Regions from separate parts of the Gossypium raimondii genome. Here region 1 is linked to region 2. The links are chromatin contacts, called in public Hi-C maps. All regions are on one chromosome and are shown on one strand. Each heading gives the region's core, a stretch centred on a gene start, on an enhancer-like site or on the middle of the called end of the contact. The rest is flanking DNA. Distances are from core to core; before and after follow the strand shown. Region 1 holds the start of LOC105794305 (hypothetical protein). Region 2 holds the start of LOC105794303 (phytosulfokine receptor 1).

Region 1 (6,672 bases), core at 3,703-6,202, 140 kb after region 2:
TAATGGTTGTGTTAGCAACTATTACAAGTTTCGAAGTAAAAAGAATATTAGTGGATAATGGCAATGCTGTGGAAGTGTTAACCTGAGAGGCTTACTAGAAAAAGGGTTCTATTACTTTACCCGTGACCTTGGGGGATGGTGAGCATACCACGACGAAGTATGTTCAGTTTTTTGTGGTTGATCATCCCATGGCATATAATGTCATTTCTAGACATCCCATAATGAAGATGGCTAAGATGATGTTTGCAACTTTCTACATGAAGATTGATTTTCCTATAAGAATAGGGGTAGGATTCATGCAATCTGATCAGCAAATGGCCAGGCAGTGTCATATGTTGTCGGTCAAGCAAACACATGAGCACATGCAACAAGGATAGAGCTTGCAACAAGTGAGACAGAGAACAATACCTATATCATATAAATAGGGAAGCCTCACATGTGGGATCGCGCATTGGACCACATAAATACGTGTTAAGTCTAGAGCAGGATACGTGCTGAATTGCATGGAACCTACTTAGTATGTCATATCAGTGAACAATACCTATATCATATAAATAAGGAAGCCTCACCATCTAAAAGAGAGAGAAAAATACTCAACAATGGTGTGTTTGATAAATTAAAAATTTAAATATTGAAAAATTAAGTATTGGATTTTTATTGCTAAATTTTATAAGTGTTGAATTTATATTAGAAAATTGTTTGATAAATTAGTAAATATAAGTATTGATTATAATTATTTTGTTTGATAAAAGTAAATATTGATTTTAAAATAATTTTTATTTTTAATTTTAATCTTTTTAATATAATATTCGTATGATTGTGGATAGTTTTGGATGAAAGGTAAATATACTAATTTTAATATTTAATTTTTTATAAAAGGACAATTTAATTCAATTTTAATGAAATAAAATAAACTTAATATATTTTACATTAATTGATAAGTAGCTCCTACCTACTTATCTTATTCAACACTTTTTGTTGAAAATTTTATATTAAGTAAAAATTAAAATTATTATCAAACACATTTAAAATATTAATTGTTAAAAATTTTCATTTTCAATTAAATAAAAAATCAATGGTTTATCAAACAAACTACTAGTTTATTTTAATATTATAAGTTTGGATTCCATTTTATGTAAATTATGTGAGTTTTTTTTCTTGATTTTACTTTGAGGTTGGTTGGTTGGTTGGTTGGTTTGGATCCTATAATAAATTATTATTGAGTGTGACTCAATTTTATTTAAATTTGAGAAATAATCTTTCAATTAAACTCTATTTATTTGTTTCAATCAAACTCGATTAGTCTAGATTATTTTATTATTATTTGACCTATGAATTTAGCCTATAAATAGGCTCTTTTATAACCTTAGAAAATACATCCATTTGAGATTAGAACTCATAACACTTTTGGAGAATTTTGTATTTACATTTTGAGGGTTCTTTATTTTTTGGGTTTCGGGATTTAGTTTTTATTTCCATCTTTATACTCTTCATTCTTTTACCATTATAGTATAATTATTTTTGTCTGTGGTTTTTTATCCTGTTTGGAGGGGTTTTTCTATGTTAAATTTGTGTGTTCAGTTTCTCAATTTCTTCCGCTATTTTTACTTGTTTGTTGCTTAATCGGGTCGATCCCCAACAATTGGTATCAGAGCTAGTTCAACTTTCGTAGATCAACCCATTCAGAGATGGAAACAATAATGTTTGACATTGAGAAGTTCGATGGTGTCACAAATTTCAATCTGTGGCAAGTTCAGATGATGGAAATTTTAGTTCAAACCGGCCTGAAAAATGTCTTTACTGGGAAAAAGCCCAAGAATCTAAATCAGTCAGAATGGGAAGAGTTTGATGAAAAGGCCGTGTCTGCAATCCAGTTGTGCCTCGCGAATAGGGTATTGCAAGAAATATTGATGGAGAAGACATCATCTACCTTGTGGAAAAAGTTAGAAACTCTTTATACGACTAAGTCTCTAGCTAACCGTTTAGTATTGAAACAATGTTTATTTACGTTTCGCATGAACAAATGTGAGTTTCTTAGAGATCACATCAGTCAATTCATTACCCTTTTAAATGATTTAAATAACATTGAGGTTCAGATTATCAGGCTATGCTATTATTGTGTTTTTTACCCCCTTCATACAAGTCTTTCAGGGGGATCCTAATTTATGGTAGAGACAAACTCTTGTTCGAGGATGTGAAGGGTCATTTGTTGAGTAAAGACAAACTCGACAATAATTTTGGTTCGAATAACAAGACAAATAGGCAAGCTTCCGTTTTGGTAGTATCAAAGAAGCGAGACAAACAGTATCGATATTGTAAGAATCTCATTTCCTTGAGTATTTTAGACTTAAAAGATTATAGGATCAACATCGAGTCGAGTCGCATTAAGGTGTCTCGTGGGACTCTCATTTTGTTAAAAGGTAAAAGAATCAGCAGTCTTTAAGTTTTGGAAGGTTCTACAATGACCGATGAAATCGGATGTCCCTCGTCCGTTATGGAGTCGAAGTCAACTCGTTTGGAGCGAAGGCAACTTGGTCATAGGAAGGAAAAATGTATGGTTGTTTCGTTGAAGAGAGGTTCTCTTTCGGAGGCAGGTTTTGAAAAGTTAGGGCACTGTGTTCATGAAAATCAGACTCAGGTTAGTTTTGATTTGGCAATGTACAAGTCGAAGGCTAGAAGCCTTCCAGTTCCTAAGCCAAAATTCGACTCAGTTAATTCTTTACATAGTTCAAGATAGGCCTGTGACGGGCTTTAACAAAGACGGCGTTGTGGAAATATGAGTCAAGGTGGAGATTTGTTGAGTATGACTCCTATTTTAGTTAAATTTGAGAAATAATCTTCTAGTTAAACTCTGTTATTTGTTTCAATCAAACTCTGATTAGTCTAGATTATTTTATATTATTCGACCTATGAGTTTAGCCTATAAATAGACTCTTTTACAACCTTAGAAAATACATCCATTAAAGATTAGAACTCATAACACTTTTGGAGAATTTTGTGTTTACGTTTTGAGGGTTCTTTATTTTTTGGGTTTCGGGGTTTAGTTTTTATCTCCATCTTTATACTCTTCATTCTTTTGCCATTATAGTAAAATTATCTTTGTCCGTGGTTTTTTATTCTCTTTGGAGGGGTTTTTCCACGTTAAATTTGTATGCTCAATTTCTAATTTTTACTTGTTCGTTGCTTAATCGGGTCGATCCCCAATTATTTTAGTCTAAATTCAAAATTATTTTTTTCAATTAAATTATATATTATAACAATTAATTTTTATTATAATTATTTAAATAAATTATTTGTAATTGGGTAAACTATTTTTATCATAGTGTTTATATCAGTTCAGAATAAAATTATAATATACTAGAAATTCTATTACACATATGCGTGGAGAAACTATGTATTTAGAATGCAAATTTGTGTTTAAAAATAACATACAACAAATAAAGAAATATATGGTTTGAACTAATTAATCACAATAGCCGATTGAGTCTTAGCTTAATTGACATCAGCATTGTTGCCAGTCTAGGAGGACGTAGGTTCAAGTATGCTAAAGCGCATTATTCTCCTATTTAAGGATTGAGGAAGGACTATGGGTAGTTCTAGGCATTGTATCAAAAAGAGCAGATACGATAAAAACTTATACATTCAAATATGTATATATTTCATGTGTTATTATGATTAATTAGTTTCAAACCATATTTATTCTAAATCTGTGGTTTCCATGTACATACGCATGTAATAGGATTTTTAGTATAACTTATTTTAACTACGTAAGGGTATTTTTGTAATTTTTGACTAAGTTGATGACTAGGTTGAGGTGACACTAATTTAGCGAGGACTTAAATAATAGTATAAATACATAAATTTAGTAGGAGAAAATATTTTACGTTAAAAATTAATTAATTTAAAATTTAATTTATTTATCATTGATTGTAGTGGTAAAAAATTCGTTTATAAATTTATTAAACATGATTTAATACTTAGACAGACCAATTTTAATTTTTATTTAAAAACTATATAAAAATAAAGAAAGATAAAAGATAATAATAAATATTTAAGAAAAGAATATATTAAATATTTTCCAATCGAATTGATATCGAATTATCCTGTAAGATTAGTGGAGTAAGAAGTTTTTTTTAATAATTAAAAATATATATAGTTTGTTTAAAAAAAAAATTGTAATACGTGTTGGACGGCTTCAATTTGGTCCGATTCAAGCAAATGCCACTTGGAGGGAAGCTTGATGAACAATGCCCCCAATGGCAATTCGGTTATTCTCCAAAAGCCGAAACCATATCTAAAGCAAATTGACTTCTTTTGTAAGCCCCCTTTGACTAAGCCCAAACTAATATCTTTCCCCCTTAAACTACGCTTAATTTGGGACCCAAGTTTAGCCACTCAATATCAAAGTGTCAACTCAATCTCATGCCAAATCCCACTATTCTTCTTATTGCTTGGTTTAACTTCACATCCTCAAACTATGGATTATATTTTAATTCATTACTAAATTTTAAAATAGTCTTTAAAGTATCGACAATTATATTAATTAAGTTTGTTCATTAATTTCACATGGAATACGTTTAAAATGCATGAATCATATTATAAATATATGTATACGTATCACATGAGTTAGTTTAGATCTAATATGTTAATGAAAATAATCATTCAATTGACATTTTTATTATTTTTAATATGTCATAGAATAGGGATACACATATTTATAATTTGATCCAGGTCTTAATATTTAAAGCTTAAATTCGCAACTAGTTGGCAAAAAGGTACCATCGATGCTTTAATGAATTAATTATGGATGAATTTAAAACTTAGAAAATAAGTGGAGGATGTTTGTCGGAATTAACCTTATTTTTTGTTTTCTTTTTTGGTAAGTAATATTCATCAATCAAATATTTATGAATCAAATAAAAAAGGAAGGCTCTGTCTTCACGTCTTTTGACCTCTTCCTGAGAGCCCACCCCGCTCCTGTTTTATATCCTTCCATTTTGATTTTCATTTCTCTCTATATTTCCTCTCCATTCAATCACTCCGTTTTCATCGCTCTGGTTTTCGTTTTCTCGTTACCTCTTTTTCTTTATTCTTTATTCTTGTTTCTTTTAGTTTCCTTTTTCTCCCTTTCTGAAATAATTAATAAAAAAGAAATGAACCCCGAGCCACCCAAAGACGTCGTCGTCGATGATAAGAAAATTAATATTTCCAATGGCGACGTTAACGGAACCGTCGTCAAGCTGGATGATCAACTCGGAGCTGGATTCTCTGATGTGGAAATGAAGAAAATCATTAGTGAAAAGAAGGAAGATTGTAGTTTGAATTCTGTTGAAGTGAATAAAATCGGAGAGTCCAACGCTAAGGAGGTTAATCATCAAATTCAAAGCAACGGTACTAATTGCTATAATAACTACATGCCAGCCATCAAGGCTCAAGCTCATTTCCCGAAACCCCAGCCACCGCCACAGCCACAGCCCGAATTGGAACGCTCTCAATCCGTATCCCCGGCCGAAAGCATGCCTAGCATAGGGAAGTACATAAAAGATCGAAGCACCACTCTCTCAGCGGCAATCATAAAACGCTTATCGTCGCTAACAGAGGACGGCCAGGATTTCGTCGTGAAAAACGATTCGTTAAACTTGGAGGTGACGGAGATCAAAATCCCGGGTGTCAAAGTCATAGTGAAGCTGAAAAGCGAAGACGAAAGGTTTGATTTAAAAGGTCGAATAACGTTTTTTTCGCGGTCGAATTGTCGTGACTGCACCGCCGTTCGGAAATGCTTCAGAGAAAAACGGCTACCGTACGTGGAAATAAACATCGACGTGTTCCCCAAAAGAGCCAAGGAGTTGGTGGAAAGAACGGGGAAATCGGAAGTACCTCAGATATTTTTCAACGAGAAGTTATTGGGTGGGTTAGTGACGTTGAATTCGTTGAGAAATAGTGGGGAGTTGGATAAGAGAATGAGGGAATTGTTGAGCCAGAAATGCCCTGACGGAGCTCCTAAAGTACCGGTGTATGGATTCGATGATGATGAAGATGAAGAAGAAGAAGAAGAAAAAGATGAGTTGCTGGGGATTGTGAAGCTTCTGAGACAGAGTTTGCCGATTCAGGACCGTCTGATTAAGATGAAGATCGTCAAGAATTGCTTCGCCGGTGATGATATGTTGGAAGTCATCATTCACCACCTTGACTGCGGCAGGAAAAAGGTATTTCATTTATTTTTCTTTTTTCAATTTTGGTTGCTTATTAATAATAATACTAGGAATTAATTTAATAAAATCGCTATACTTGGTAATAAATAATGAAAATAAGTAACTTATCCTAAAAATCGTGAAATAAATGGAAGAAAAGGAAAATAAATAAGGAAATGGTGATATTTCTAAAAATAGATGTGAAAGATGAAAAATATTAAAAAAAAAAAAAAACACCCTTCCATTCACAGTGATGAAATATAGCGACCTATAATAATTATTAGCATTTTCTTGACCATTAACAATTCGATTTTAAAAAAATATATATGATGAATAAAAACTAGGGGAAAAAACCAACACGTTACACGACACTAATGATGGATTGCACGAAGCAAGGGATGACAGCACTAACCCACCATCATTCAGGGATGATATTTATTGATTAACCCAACCTATTAAGCACTAATTATGGTAGATTAGC
Region 2 (6,021 bases), core at 3,199-5,698:
TTTTTTGTTAAATCTTCCTAAAATGGATGAAAATTAATATTTTTAACTTTCTTGACGTGGCATACTCGTGAATGCCACGTTAGTATTTAATTAATCTTTTAAAACTTTAAAATTAAAAATATATAAATTATTTAAAAAATTAAAAACATTAAAATTATTTAAAAGTATAAAATATATTTTTAATAATTTTTAAATTTTAAAAAATTAATTAAATACTAACATGGCATCTGTATGGCAATCCACATATATGCCACACTAGCAAAGTTAACAAACCCTAACTTTTTCACCCATTTTAGGTTGATTTGATAAAAAAAATACAAGTTTAAAGGCTAAAAGAGGCAAAAAAGAAAAGTTAAATGTAGAGTTAAAATGACCTCTTTTGTAAAGTTGGAGGGCAAAAAAATTATTATGCCTTAAAAGTTTTATAGAAGGGAATTTTAATTAGGTTTGGCCACATAGTCAAACCTGAAAATGACATAAAAATAAGAACAAGTTGGCCCTTAGTCAGCTATAAACATTTTACCAAAATTTGTCTTCACAAGCCTACAGTGGACCCAAAAATTTCTTTAATTCAAGTATTTCCCAACTTTTGACCAAGTAATTGCTGCTTATTAATGTCAAATGGTTGATTGTACTGGATGCAGCCCCACGTCATTTCAACCTTATATTCTAACTTAACCCAACAACCAAGTTTTCCTTACCAACAAACCATTACGACAAATACACCAAGTAGGAAAGCATAGGACCATGCAAAACAGCAAAAGAAGGCATAACATTCAATGGAAAAAAAATCTTCACATTTCGTATCACCATTACATACAAAAGAATTATATGTATTTTACACGTTTGGAAACAAACATTTTGTTGTTCGATTGTGAAAACTTACAAAGTGAATCATAAAAATGCTTGTTGCTTTCTGTAAGAGTTCTCCATGTTGGAGAGCAGCAGAATCCGATACACCACATATCTGGAGTAATATTTACAACAGGATGACATTACTATGAAAAACTACCAATTTTCTGCTGCTGCTTCTAGCTGTACAACCGGAGTTTCATGTAGTTGCGTTCAAACACTAGATAACGATGTCACTTTGTCAAGCCAATAAACTAGCTGCTGCGTTGTAGGCCTAATTTTAGGGCTTTCGTTTAAACAAAGGCAAGCGATTTCAAGAATCCGCAACATTTCCTTATCATGCTGCTTGCCATAGATAAACGGGTCAAAAACCTCACTCTCCTTGTTTTCCATCTTCATGCGAATCACCCAAGAGATCAAATCCCGGGTACCTTTTGGCTTGCACATATCCATGGGCCTTTTCCCGGTCAGAAGCTCCAAAAGCACTACCCCGAAACTGTACACATCACCTTTATAGGTTGCAACTGAAGCTTGTCCGTACTCAGGAGGAATGTAGCCTAATGTCCCTACCAGATCAGTGGTTACATGGGTATCATAGGGAAGTATGAGCCTTGCGAGACCAAAATCGGCCAAGTGAGCTTTAAAATTCTCATCTAAAAGAATGTTACTTGACTTTATATCTCTGTGAAGAATATGAGGTTCACATGACTGGTGCAAATAAGCTAGACCCCTAGCTGCCCCTTGTGCGATTTTCAGCCTTGTTTCCCAACTGAGCAAGGATGGTCCATCAACCTTCTCATGCAACCAATAGTCCAAGCTACCATTCTCCATGTAAGAATATATTAAGAGCCTGTCATTTTTATGCATGCAATATCCTTGTAGATGGACAAGATTTGGATGCTGAGCTCTTGAAAGTGCTTCAACTTCAGCACGGAATTCTCTATCCATCTGGCCACAATCACCAGAAAGCCGTTTAATGGCAACCTTACGACCATCTGGGAGAGTGCCTCTATAAACCAGACCAAAACCACCACAACCGATGATATTTGCTTGGTCAAAATTGTTGGTTGATTCCAAAAGGTCATCAATGCAAAGCTCCTTGTAGGATTCCCAATTTTGGAAGAGCACCACTAGCCTTGAACTGAGTTCTTCTAAATTTTTATCATTGGTGTCAGGCTCCTCTTTCTCGGGATCGACCTCGTTGCGTTTATGTGTACGCAGAACAAACAAATACATAAGGCCAATCAAAAGGGCTGTCCCAAATATGATTCCAACAACCATTCCAATGATGATATCTTTGTTCTTTCTTGATCTTTTTGGAGACACATGTTCACTTGTATTATCTTGACAACTGAACCGATGATCACCACAAAGATTGTTTCCTTCAAAGCTTGAATTCGGGAATGTCTGAAATTGACCTCCAGAAGGAATCTTCCCATAAAGTCGATTGTAGGCAACATTAAAGATAGACAGAAAACTGAGACTTTCCAGTGAAGGTGGTATGGTCCCAGTTAAGTCATTATGTGATAGATCCAGAATCTCCAAGCTGCTCATCTCAGACAAATTTTCCGGAATCGGTCCAGAGAGATTATTGAATTTCAAATCAAAAACAATAAGCTTTTTCAGATTCCCGAACTCAGGCCAAACTGGTCCACTAAGAAAGTTGTGACCAAGTTCAAGTGTTGGTGGAAAACTCCAAATTTGATTATACTGCAATCCCCTCGCACTTTCATTCCTTTTCATGAAAAAAGGGAAATCTGGTGAAGGTTCCTCCAGTGAGATATTTCCATGAATGAGGCTCGGTAATTCAGTTAAACTCTTAGGGATCTCTCCAGTAAACGAATTGTTCGATAAGTCCAAGTAAAACAGATCCCTATAGCTTCCCAACCATGGTGGAAGTGCTCCATTCAGATGGTTCCATGACAAATCCAACAACTGCAATGAAGAAATCTTGCTCAACCATTGGGGAATTGAACCTCTAAGTTGACAGCTTGCAATAACAAGAACCTTCAACTTTTCAAAGTGCAGATTAGGATCATCAGGTAATGTTTCAACAGGGAAATTCAAGGTGAGAACCAAAGCAGTTAGGTTCCTACACTGCTGCAGAATTTGAAGAGCAGAGGAAAGATTATGGAGGCTCGAATTCGAGAGGGAAAGATAAGAGAGGCTATGGAATTGTTTGAAGCTCTCAGGGATTTGGCCACTGAAATTATTGCGGGCAAGGTTGACATCTTGCAATTGTCTGCATAAGGGAAGATTATCAGGCACAGGCCCAGTGAACTTATTGGTAGCCAAATCCAGAGAATTCAAAGTAACCATAGCAGAGCAATTAAGATATATAGAACCCTCCAATGAATTATTCCTCAAATTCAGCAAACTAACGGTTGGAGAATTGGACAGTGAACTGGGAATTCCACCACTAAAGTTATTTGAATTTGCTATAAGATACTGAAATCTCTTTAGCTCACTAAACACATCCGGGATCTCTCCAGAAAAATTATTTGAAGAAATATCTAAACGAACAAGATTAGAGAGATTAGCAATACCAGGACTAAGTTTCCCACCCAAGTTGTTATCTTGAAGCCCCAGACGTCTCAAATTTTGAAGCTGAAAGATGTCTTCAGTCACCACACCAGTGAGTTGATTTGTGCCAAGATACAGTTCCTCCAAGGAAGAACATTTTCCAAGCCCTGGTGAAATATTACCAGAGAAATAGTTCACTGCCAAACTAAGGAACCCAATTCCGGAGGAGTTAACACATATATGGGAAGGAAGGGAACCCTTCAAGGAATTGGCAGAGACGTTAAGACTTCGAATTGAAGGCAGATTGATGCTTTCAGGGATTAGTCCAGAGAAGTCATTATAGCTCAAGTCAAGTTGCTCTAAATTCGGCATATGAAACAAAGAAAGTGGCAATGAATCTTTAAGGAAATTGTGGGAAAGATTGAGAGTTTTAAGCTGATCCAAACCAGACAAAGAATCAGATAATTTGCCTGATAACCTTTTATTGGGCAGTACCAACTTGATTACTCTACCAGCAGACGGAGGATCACAGGTTATGCCTTCCCACTCACAACAATCAGCAGAGGAATTTGTCGTCCAACCTTCAAGTGTTTTTGTCAAATTGTCCATGAAATACCGGAGAGCAGTCCAGTCCTTTTGATTGCATGTCAGGTTTTGAGAGCTGAGAAACTGAGGTTGCAACAACAACCCAAGAATAATAACCATAGCCCAGCAGCCTTGAGCCCCCATATCAACAACAAGAGAGCAGCTTTGTATGCTGAGGACGAGAAACAAGCAAACCCCTTTTACCAAAGAAGAATTTTTCCGATGTGGGTTGAGAGAGGGTGAAAGCTCAAAACAGAAGAGATGAGATGAAGGAAAAGGGAAAGGAAGAGCAAAATGGTGGCTTTGACTTCAACACGGATTTGGCCATACCACGGATTTCAATTGTCAAATGAGTGAAATTGAGATTGCCTTTTGTTTTGCTTCTCTATTCTCATATTGGGGGATTTTTTTATTTATTTAGACTTTAGAGGTTGCTTTGCGCCATTAAAGCCGTTGGCATATGGAAAGCACACAACTATCCGATGGGTTAACCGGTAAACTGTTGGTATCACTGGCGATGGCCGGTCAGCTCACAGATGTCCTTTGGATTTTATAAAGAAAAAAAATCTTTTCTTAACTTTTGACTACTTATTTTTTTATTACAATCTAGTCTGACTTTGTGAATTTCTAAATTAATCAGCTATATTTTTATTATTCAAAATTAAAAAAAACTGAAGGGAAATAAATGAAAAACTTTTATTTACTGAATTCTCTTTGATGTTTAATGTGGATATATCCCTGTTATATGTGTGAATATTAATATTTTAATTGTACAATATAAAAAATTTATTGAAAAAATTCACTTATACTCTTACAAATTAGGATAAGAACAAAATTAAACCTAAAGCAGCCTAATTAAAGGGCAGCAAAGTTTGGTAATCACTAATGACATTTATTAGGAAATAGCCTAAATGCCTCCCAAGAAAACTATATATAGGATGAGAAAATTTCCATGTAAAAATATGCTTAAATGCAAAATTGTTAAGCTATATCAATTGTAGGTCTTTTCCTCATAAATTGCATTTAAACTATCAACTTCATCTTATTTTACTCTAAAACATAATATCATTCAATAAAATGTAACACATAATATACTTTTATAAGATGTTGTACACTTTTACGGTAAAATAAGATAGAACTTATATTTAAGTACCATTTTACCTCCAATAAAATTTTAGGTACCTAAATGAGAAATGTGATATAATTTGGGAACAATTGTATAGTTAGCCTAAAAATATAATTATTAAAATTTATATAAAAATTAAAGATTAGACTATTTAGATAATCTCCTTTTAATGCATTCTTGTTTTGGTCACAATTTTTTGTTGTTAATTTAGTCACTTTAGTTAGATCAATTGTAATTTTAATCTCTCTACCGTTAAAATATCTTTGGCCAACACATGGAATGCTAATGTGGCTAGACGTAATAACAAAGTTAGCTTTTAATATTTTCTATCAATTTGTTCCTAATTCTAAAAATTTAATAAAATTAACCCACAATGTTTATACATTATATCAATTCAATCTTAATTTTAGAAAATCATAAAATTTTAATTAAAAATACATAAAATTTCAAAATTAAAATTTAAAATATTTAAAAATACATAAATAAAACAAAAAAATCAAAATCAAAATTTTAAAATTAAAATCAAAATCAAATTTTCATTAACTAAGAAGTTCCATTAAAAATAAAAGCTTTGTTTATTTTGGAGTTTCATTTTGATTGTTGGAGCCTGCCTGCGGCTTCCTTTTAGAAATTGATAGTGGAGTTTGATTTGGCAAAAGGTCCAAGGCGCAGGTGTGAGTTAAATGTTTAATTGTGGCGTCTATGTGCAGTTGAACTGGATGTAGTTTGGTTAAAATTGAATTAATGGATGGATTTGATTTAATTCAATTAATTAGGTGATGATTAAATTTAATTTAGTTGGAGATCGATTGATGATTTTTAAAATTTTGGTTATAAAATTAATTTGTTTTGAAATAATATAATTAACTGAATTAATCAAAATAACCAAAATAAACAATATATTATATATAATATATTTTTTGAACTATTAAAAG

Evidence for each region. A called contact is a pair of places that touch in the nucleus more often than the background predicts.
Region 1: a Hi-C map of leaf shows a contact between it and region 2, with 2.2 times the contacts expected there. The contact joins the promoter of LOC105794305 here to the promoter of LOC105794303 in region 2. A contact is called at or near these places in 2 of 2 Hi-C or Micro-C datasets (both in leaf).

The regions. Positions count from the first base shown.
Region 1 is chr3:41,725,713-41,732,384 of ASM2569854v1, forward strand. LOC105794305 (hypothetical protein) reads left to right here and starts at 4,953. Exons shown (of 6, transcript XM_012623418.2): 1 at 4,953-6,206. The coding sequence starts at 5,154.
Region 2 is chr3:41,581,529-41,587,549 of ASM2569854v1, forward strand. LOC105794303 (phytosulfokine receptor 1) reads right to left here and starts at 4,449. Exons shown (of 1, transcript XM_012623416.2): 1 at 776-4,449. The coding sequence starts at 4,104. The coding sequence ends at 1,066.